2 separate regions of the Anas platyrhynchos genome follow, and region 2 is linked to region 1. A link is a contact called in public Hi-C data. All regions are on one chromosome and are shown on one strand. The core of a region is the stretch at or near the end of the contact, and the rest is flanking DNA. Distances in the headings are between cores, read along the strand shown.

Evidence for each region. Hi-C and Micro-C count contacts between places; a contact is called where the count stands out from the background.
Region 2: a contact with region 1 is called in a Hi-C map of subcutaneous adipose tissue, with 3 times the contacts expected there. The contact joins two enhancer-like sites. A contact is called at or near these places in 5 of 8 Hi-C or Micro-C datasets (liver, skeletal muscle, small yellow follicle and 1 more).

The regions. Positions count from the first base shown.
Region 1 is chr2:143,534,398-143,538,901 of IASCAAS_PekinDuck_T2T, forward strand. No RefSeq gene overlaps it. Among named protein-coding and RNA genes, the nearest start is that of MAP3K8, 29 kb to the right of the region's middle. Within about 2 kb of position 1,399, at least 1 of the 8 cell types and tissues checked has an H3K27ac peak or open chromatin away from gene starts, as enhancers often do.
Region 2 is chr2:143,676,368-143,681,077 of IASCAAS_PekinDuck_T2T, forward strand. It overlaps LOC140001624 (a long non-coding RNA gene), which reads right to left. Exons shown (of 5, transcript XR_011807067.1): 2 at 3,545-3,604; 3 at 2,796-2,927; 4 at 1,950-2,045; 5 at 204-1,333. Among named protein-coding and RNA genes, the nearest start is that of JCAD, 53 kb to the left of the region's middle. Within about 2 kb of position 3,299, at least 4 of the 8 cell types and tissues checked have an H3K27ac peak or open chromatin away from gene starts, as enhancers often do.

The sequences.
Region 1 (4,504 bases), core at 149-2,648:
CCAAAAGGGCAGCGCAGACCTTCTCAGACTGATCACCCCTGTGCAGTAATTATGGCCCCAACACTTGAGCAGAGCTGATCTCAGCATGCCACGGCAAATATCTGCTTCCTCCAGCACCGCATGGAAAGGGAACCGGGGGCTGACTCACGCCCAGTGAAGTTTTGGGTGTTGGTAGTGAATGGCAAAAGCCGTTTGGGTGAAAGTGAGACCAAGAACGAAAGGGAGAAGTAGAAAAGCTGTGTATCAGCAGCGGCACAGAGAGAAGAAAGTGCTGATGGCGTTTGCACAACAGCACGGTGAATCAGCTGCGGGGATGTGCCCATTGGAGACCTCTCGGTACCACCCGGCCAGCAGCACGAGCGAGAGCACACAGCTGCACTCGGGTGCCCTGTGGTGACGTAGAGGAAGGAAGATACTAGAAAGGAAGAAAAAGTTCCAGGAAAATGAAATTGGATTTTAAAACCAAGAGGAAGGCAAAAGATAAGCTACGTTTGTCAGGGTGCCTTTCCACCACACTCTGCAGGTTTGGGATTGGAGCTCCCCATCCCTGCCTGCTTGCTCCCAGATTCGTTCAGTTTCATTGTGAGATCCTTTTTTAGTCAGATCCATTTCCAAGTAGGAGTGAGAGGGAGATGTGGTCTGCATGTGGATGGGGACAAGTGCCTGGAGAAGGGCAAAGGGTCCCTTGTCCCAGCTTTGCAGCAGAGACACACTCGTGTGACACCTCGTGAAGAGGCAGCCTGTGGCTGCCACACATCTGCATCGAAGGACAGAGCCAACAAACCTGTGATGGTGTTATTTAACCTTTTTACATATATATATATTTTTTGATCTTGTGACTGTGGATCCTCCTGCTCCTGCTGCACAAATATCTCAGGGCATCTCTTAAAGTTTTCCATTTAAGAAAATTCGGCTGCAGTGAATGAATCTGTATCACTGGAGGACTGGTAGCTCATCATTTTCTATGGATCAGTTTAGTGAGTTCATTTTTACAAAGAGAACCTTTAACTGCCCTGTGGTTTATGCTTCTCCTCTGCATCACATCTTGTATTTGATGACTTTATAAAGGTTTGTCCTGGATGTTAATCGGTGGCTGGTGGCTGCCCACTGAGCAAAGAATTACCGAGTGGGCTCAGCATCTATGGGGCATTGCTCCCACCAGTAGCACCCTGTGCCATCCTGGCCATCTGCGCAGCCTCAGCCACATTTTGGAAAGATGACATTCCCAGAGGCTAGCAGGGACCTGGCACATCGCAAAACTAAAGGCGACAGCAGTTGCAGTAGCCCTGCTCTCAGTCAGTCTTTATTCATTCGTTCGTTCGTTTGTTCCCTGTCCCGTTCTGGGCTCTAGTGGATGGAACTGGCTGGTGCCAGCCGTGAAGTTCCCGAAAATGTTCCTCTACCAAAAACATCACTAGATGGCGATAGAAGCTTTCAAACGGAGCTGGAGTCTGAGGCTTTGCACAGGGTTTAGGGACTCAGGCTGTCCCAAAAGGAATGGGGCTGACCTGGACCTCAGCTGATCTGCAAAAATGTCAGTCAGAGAAAGCAGGAAAGACCTTAAATAATATTGTAGCACTGCCCTGTACAGTGCCAGCATAGCAGGCTAACTTCCCTTGCCTGTGCATATCCCCAGGGGGAAGAGGCTGTAGCTTGGGGCTATAGCTGGGCCTCTTCAGCTCTGGCCATCATTCCTGTTCCCTCCATGAGAGGCAGTAAGCTGCAGTATATCAATATTTGTTTTGAGGCATGGCTCTGGCATGCTGGGGCAGGGATATAGAGGCAGCTGGAGGACCTCTGCTTGCCAGTGGGGCAAATAATCTTGGCTAAGTAACCAGAGCTTGGCCAGCTGGCCAGAACAACACCACAGTGCCCAGAGCATCCTTTGGCATGTTGTGCAGGAATAAAAGCTCACTCGGGGCACAGCACGCTGCCTTCCCACCCGTGAGTCCTCACCCTAGCACATCTCCACCTCTGGGGGACACTCCTGCTTGCAAGATTGAAGAAACCAAGAAAAATTAAATTTAGTATTATATACAGTAACAAATTTCTGCAAGGATGACACCATTCTGGGTGTTAAGGTACTGCCTAGGGAAGCTGTGGGAGGTGTATCTCCTCATTATATGCTGTAAACACGATTAACTTGTTTTTCTGTGTAAATGACCTCTATGATTCATTGTTGTCAGGCAACATGCACAGAGTTTCAGTTCCAGATGAATTTTAGAAAGGGTTTGAGTAATTTTTTTTTTTCTTTTTTTTCTTTTTTTTTTTTTTCTGGCCCATCACACACAACTGTGAAATCACACTTGGGTTAGTTACCTAAGCTGCTTTGGCATCCTAGTGAAGTTTCCAAGGCCAAGGATGCTTGTTTCCTACATGTTCCTGCTTGCCCTCTGCTCTGCTGCTTGCTGTGCTGTGGTAGGGGAGCAGAGGTGGCACCCCAAAAGCTCTGATATCCCTCTGCCTCCCAGCAGGCACAGCAGATCCTGCTGGGGTGGTGAAACCTGTCCTCTGCTCCTCCAGTCCCCAGAGTCATCATCTTCAGCATCACCTCCATGGGCTTGCAGGGATGTATTTCATGGACTTCACATGTGCCTGTGCCCCAGATCTCCCTGTGACTCAGGAGATGTCACACCTCGCTAAGGGCAGGTCACCTCCTCCCTCGAGTCCAGGGTGCATGCAGGCACAGGCAGGATCTGTGGCCTCTCTGCAGCATAGAAGTGAGTCTTCACGGTCCTCACGGCTTCATTTCCCTGTACCCCCCTCTAAACAGCATGTTGTCCTCATACACCCCACAGCCCCATGTCATTCAGTGAGCGTCTGGATGAAATCGTGCCCCGTGAGACAGAAAGAAGAGGCTGTGGTCTAGATGACAGTGTTTTGGTTTCAAATGGAGCTGAAGGAAATGGACACCTCAGATGGTTCACTGCCCCCTGCAACCCCTTGCAAGGCTCAGTGAGCAGGACATCGCCGTGCAGCACCACGGGGAAGTGCATCGGCATTGTCCCCAGCCTGATAGCAGCACGGCTTCGGGTAAGGCCGCAGAGGCTTTGCTGAGGAAAGGTCGGGATTGCATCACCCACTTCTCCTACCAGTGGAAGTGCTCACAGGCTCTGACAGGGCTGAGGATCTCCTCCTGAGCTAGAAAGAAGTCTTCTGCCAAAACCAGGGGCTTGGGCTCAAATGCCTCCCTCTCCCAGCCCAGGCAAGGTGCTGGCTGGCACCCTGAAGGACGTGTTAAAACTGCTGATATTAACTGTGTCCTGACAACATACTGGGAAAAAAAAGGACAAAGGAGAGTCCCACAAGCTGCAAAGCTGAGTGTTGGCCATTCGGAGTCTATGTCAGCAATTTAATATTTGATCTCTGCATCTGGATGGGCAGCCTCCAGGCAGCCTGGAGGCAGATGACCCGGCCCTCGCCCTGCTGATGATACCTGCAGTTGCACCAGCTGCTTTCTTCAGGCTCCACCGAAAGCTCAGACCAGTCTGGGAAGTTTTAACCTTTTCTTTTTTCTTTTTCTTTTTTTCTTTTTATTTTTTTTTTAATTGGTATTCAGAAAAATAAATGTAATTCTCTTTCTCCTGTCACCACTATTTTCGTTTTCATGTGTTCTTGAGCTTCTGATTTCCAGTTACAACTGAAAGCAGAAGTGAGAGGCAGCAAGAAAGGCAGTTCTCAGGGTATTTTAGGTTCAGACAGAGTCAGGAGGTTTTGGAAACAAATTATGAGATAATTTGGTTTGTGCTTAGCTAAAGGAAAAGCAAAATTTGACGCTTACTTATCCCTGTGAACAAGCCACATACTTTCTCCTCCCTCTGAAATACCCACTTGGTGTCAGCATCCACAAGTCTGTTCCAGTTTTGCCAGGCAGAAAATGTTTCTGAGTAATAGTGTTTGTCTCTTCAGTAGGAATTCCTGTCTGAGGATCTGAAAATATCTGATAACCCTCATTTTGACAGAGGAAGAGCAGACAAACACCAGATTTTCTGAACACAAGGCTTTCCCTAACCTGCCCAAGCTCATGTTCAGTTGCTGGGATAGAGCCCAGATACACTCTGTCTTTAAGTAAGCATTATTTGTGCATATTTTCCTTCAGCAAGTAGGCCAATTTGGATAAATATATATATATAATTGTCTCCTTTTCAAAGTGAGTTTTGTACAGATTTGGTGTTAGCCACTCAGAGAGGCAGAGCCTCTGGCCAGGATGGGGGGATGAGGTGCAGATCTGTTTATACACCATACACTTCTTGCAGGAGAGATAACAGGTTTTGCTACAGAGCAAATATTTGCCAACAGCAATGATACGGAGTGTGGACTTGAAACAGAAAATATATTTGGGAGCAGTGAAAGCCTGTGGGTTTTTCTTTATGTTACACCAAATGACCCTGAGCAAATCACACTAGAACAGGTGGGCACAGGGCAGGGTATGGAAGATACTAAAAGTGAGGGAATTTCAGGTGGAGTCCAGTGGAGTTTTCAGGCCACAGACAAGGAGTTCAAA
Region 2 (4,710 bases), core at 2,049-4,548, 140 kb after region 1:
GGAACATGAAGTTTTTGTGCTTTTTTTTTCCTTTTCTGATGGGGAGGGGTTACTTGCTTCTTCACTGTCTGTTTCACCACTCATGTCAAGTAATTACTTTTCCAAAACATGTGAACAGCCAAGATCTTTTTTTTTTTTATTTAAAAAAAAAAAAAAGCAACAGGAAGAATTGGTTTTACAGGCCAACAATGAGAAATTAAAACTTAAAACATTAATAAGCTTTATTTTGCAGCAACGTGGCTGACCAATGGATGGAAGACTAGAGTTAGTACTGCTTTAAACATGGTGTGCTAGTTTAACCACACTAGATATTCCTACTGTGACATAGGAATGACTATGATTTAGTGTTTCTATGGCACCTGTGCCATATCAGCTATCTGAACGGGCTTGGGGGATGATACCATAGATGAACACCTTTCCAGAAGCCCTTTGCCAGTTGCAAATAGTCATCAGAAAGCTCCTTCTGCACCAGATGCAGTTAAAAAATAGTTAATGGTGATTTTCAGTGCCTGTTTCAATAAAGCTGTCGTGGCAACAGCTGTCACTGGCAATGGCCAGGGCAGGAGCTCAGGGCTGAGTGGATGCAGAGGAGGAGGAGGATGTGGAGCCTGTTCCTAGGGTAAAAAGCCAATTTATGGGGTTAGTGAGATAACAGCACCTGGTGGCTGTGCTACGGTACCAGCGCTGGTGCCAGGGAGGGACATGGTGAACCTGCAGCCTGAGGTCTCATCTTCTGCCTGCGAAAGAAGAGTCACACCAGTCTCCAGCATTGCTCGCAGCTGCTGACCAAGAAAAGCCAGTCCCTTCGGGTTTGGAGCAGAGAGGTGCGAAGCGAGAAGGTATTCGGGAACTCCCTGATGGGAATGTCATTTTTGGAAGGTGAGAGTGCTCCCTCGTGTGGTTCCCCTGAGCACGAGTTAGGAGTTGGTCTGCAGGAAGAGCCACGGTTCCCTGATCCCACCCCAGTCCTTGCTAGAGGCATTTTGAACTAGACAGAAGAGTCCAATGAGAAATGCTCCTGTCTCTGAAATCCCACTGTCATCACTGACAAATAGGGTGGGACGAGAGAGGCAAAGGAGGGAAATCCCTTCGCATGACTCACAACCATTGGTAGCCCAGCAGTAGGCCTGAACAAGCACCACTTGTCAGCTACTGACTCAAAAAAGCTTTCCTTAGGCATAGGAAAGACTTGTGTTTCGTGCCACAGATTAGTCTTTACTGCAAACAACTGCAAACTGCATCAAACCCATCGAGTTCCGTTGTCTCCGCTCCTGATGGAACACGTAAAAATGAAAGGCTGATGGGAGCTTCTATACACTGAAACAGCCAACTGCTGGAAAATAAAAAATAAAAAAAGGACAATATGTGCTTAAAGTGGTCAAGTAATACAATTAATCTGTCAAGTGGGCACCCTTTGAAAATAGCCAGTCCCATAGAGCTTATTTATATAAATATTTGAGTTTAGTGAAATATTTCTGTTTAATATCATAAATCAGTATTAATATCTTGGGTCAATACTCTGTTGCCTTTAGCACACAGCCAGCCAGCTGAATGTTAGTTTTACAATAGTGGACTTTCTGGGCTGGTTAAAGCGTTGATATTTTCTTCATTGCCCCTTTTCAAAAGAAAAGCAATTGGGAGAAAAGTACAAGTGAGATGTTCTTGCATTTTAAATAGCAGTTCTTGCAATTGCAAGGTAGGCATTTTGTCCAAGCTCACAATCTGATTAAGAAAGTGTATCTGAGAAGCACATCTGTACTTGACAGGAGCCATCAGATGAAATAAATGAGCTTTTTAATTGTTGGCCTTTTGAATGTTTCCTGTAAAGCTGTCCTTTTGCAGGACGCTGATATTTTCTTGGTTAAGGATCAAACACCCCCCTAATTTCATGCCCCGGGCAATAAGTCACGATGCTGCAGTCCTAATTTACTGGAATGAGATTTACTTACAGGTGTCGACCACGGAGTTTAAACTTGTATTCTTCTGCACAGTCCCAGTAAAGAATGAAGCTGGAGATTTCATGAGATGATTATGCCATTGAATCCCTTAGAAAAGTTGGGAAATTGTGACTTCATGTTTTCATTCAAACTTGCATGAAAAAGTGTTCACTCTGCCTCCCCCTGGGAGCTAAACGAAAGCTGTTTACCATCAACTCTATTTTTAAAGGAAAAAATGTTTGAAACAAAGAAAAAGGGAAATCCTGATATCAATAGCAAAGCCCCAAACCACAATGCTACCTCCCACCCATGCTGAAAATATGTTTGCAATATGGCTTGCAGAGCTGCTCAGCAGGGAGAGGGTGAAGGGAACTTAAGTTAGAACTGACTGACACATGGCTGAGATTAGAAATAAAAATGAAGTTTCCCAGCCAGGAGAAACCACAATAACATACAGATTATAAAACGAAGGAGGAACTTTCCACCGCGAGCAGCAGCAATCTCAGCCTTCCTTCCAGAGCTGGACTGGCAGAGAAAATAATCAGAACTATTCCAAAAGCTGTTCCTAACCTGTAAGGAAAACAGGCAGAGTACCCTTGTGCCTTTTTCCTTACACACTGCGGATAACTCTCCATACTGACTTTCAAGCTGCTGTGGCCTATCTCCAAAACTAATACCAGCTCATTTCCACAGCTTTCTGCTCTAGGTAGCCCAAGGGCAGAGAGCTGGAGGGATAAAAAGAAAACGGGGGCAAGCAGTTTCAATAGTGTTTATATTATGTCAGCAGATGAATGCATTTTAAGAATTTTCTTTGTATTTTTTTTCTGTACAATGCAAATACCGTGCTTCTGTGCTTACCTGTAAACTGGAGGGGTGCTGCTGTCCCACAGGAGACATTCTCCAAATAAAGATTTTGCATGGATACGCTCCTCTGTGATGTTGATGTTGTTACAGAGCAAAACCAAGCGTGTGCTCTGATGTCTGCATCGCCTTGAGAGGGATAAATGTATTGGTGAAGTGATAAAAGGCTGCAGGTATTCTCCAGGGGGCTGCTGCTTCCCTACATTAAAACCTGACATTGTGGCTGGCTTGTTACAGCAGCAGGTACAGAAATTGTCATTAACTTTCACACATTTACTTGTAAAAAAAAATTGCTTTCCCCATCCACACTTGCTCAGATCTTCATAAACCCTAGGTCACACGTTTCCAGGTTGTGCTCTGTGTTTGCTACCTTTAGGGTACGTTCTGCCTCTGTGTGATTGTCGGTTCCTCCTTTACTGGCAAGCAGCCCATTTGCACTGGGTAAACCTACCGTGTCACAGCATTTTCCACTCCACATCAGAGCATTTCCCACTCCCTTTGCACAACTTGATACGGCGCTGGGGTAGTTTACTTTGGCTGTGCTGCAGTAACGAATGGCATGCTCTGTATCTGTGCTGATAAGACTTCAAGAGAGCTAAGCTATCATTTTAATATTAAAAAACAAAACAAATGAAACCCCCACCTATCCTTTTCAGGCAAAAGTGCAGGCTGCTCATGGTTAGAACGTGCAGGTCTGTCTTTTGTCAAAGGCTCAGGAACAGGTTAGCCCTTACTGTCATACTCACACATAGGCTGTGGATGAACGCTGGATTCATCCTGGTGCTCCTCACCTGTCACAAATCGACCTGTGGAACAAGACAAGACAGCACTGGGGAGGCTGCACGTGGAAATCACTGTGGCAGTTTTACTCTCCTCTTCTTTCCATCATCCAGACACTCTGAACTCACTATACCTTCCCCCTCCCTACCTCCTTTAAGTATTAAAACTTTTAGTCTGGCAATAATCCCAGCTTCCACCCATTTTTAGCCTAGAAATCAATTTATTTATTTATTTTTCCTCTGTGGGTAGGAAAGGGCAGGCATTCAGTTCTATCCACTTGCTGTTATTTTTGCTGGTGGTGTTCCTCCCCTTCATCTTAGTGTTGGTCCTTGCATCACTGCATACATACAGTTTAAGACTTTTTTTTTTTTTTTTCTAGAAGCAGCAGAATTGTCCCATTTGCTACAGGTACAAGAGCAGAGACCTTTCTGTGCTTGCTCCCACCCACCAGCACCCGCTCCCTGCAAAGAGGAGGGCAGCAGTATCGAGGCTGATGTTGGCCCACGCTGGCAGGGAGCAGCCTGTTGCTTCCAGCCCTGGATGTCAGCCAGCCAGCAATCCTGACACGCTTCAGGCTGGCAGATGCCCTGCTGTCTGCCACCATGCAGGGACAGAGGCTGGCCAACAGAGCTCACGCTCCCTCCGAGGAAATCTGTCGGCACTCACAACAACCCTGCAAATCAGTGGATGTGAGTGGATGCTGCTCAGCCCTCACTCAGAAGCTTTTTTTGCTAAGGCAGCCAGAAACCTGCTGAAGGGCTCTGCGCCTCCTCTCCAGCACCAGTTTGGGAGCTGCCAGGTCATTCACCCTTGTCCACAGAGCCCTGACCCTTTGCTAATTAAATAAAACCCCTTGCTCTTATCTTACACAACACACACCTCATCTTCTTTATCTCTCTCACTGAACTCTCACAGCCCTAGAGCATGTTTGACCTTTGCAGGGTAATGGTGGTGTGCATGCCCAAATTCAGTTAAAGTTGCATGCTCTCTCCCTGTTCTGCTTTGAATCTTGTCAGGTGCAAAGAAAAACAGCCCCTGGGAATCCCCTTGCACTGCTCATGCAGGAGTGGCACACCTTGGGGAAATGATGCAGAAAGGAAAGGGGCTGATAGGAAGCCAACTCCCTTAATTT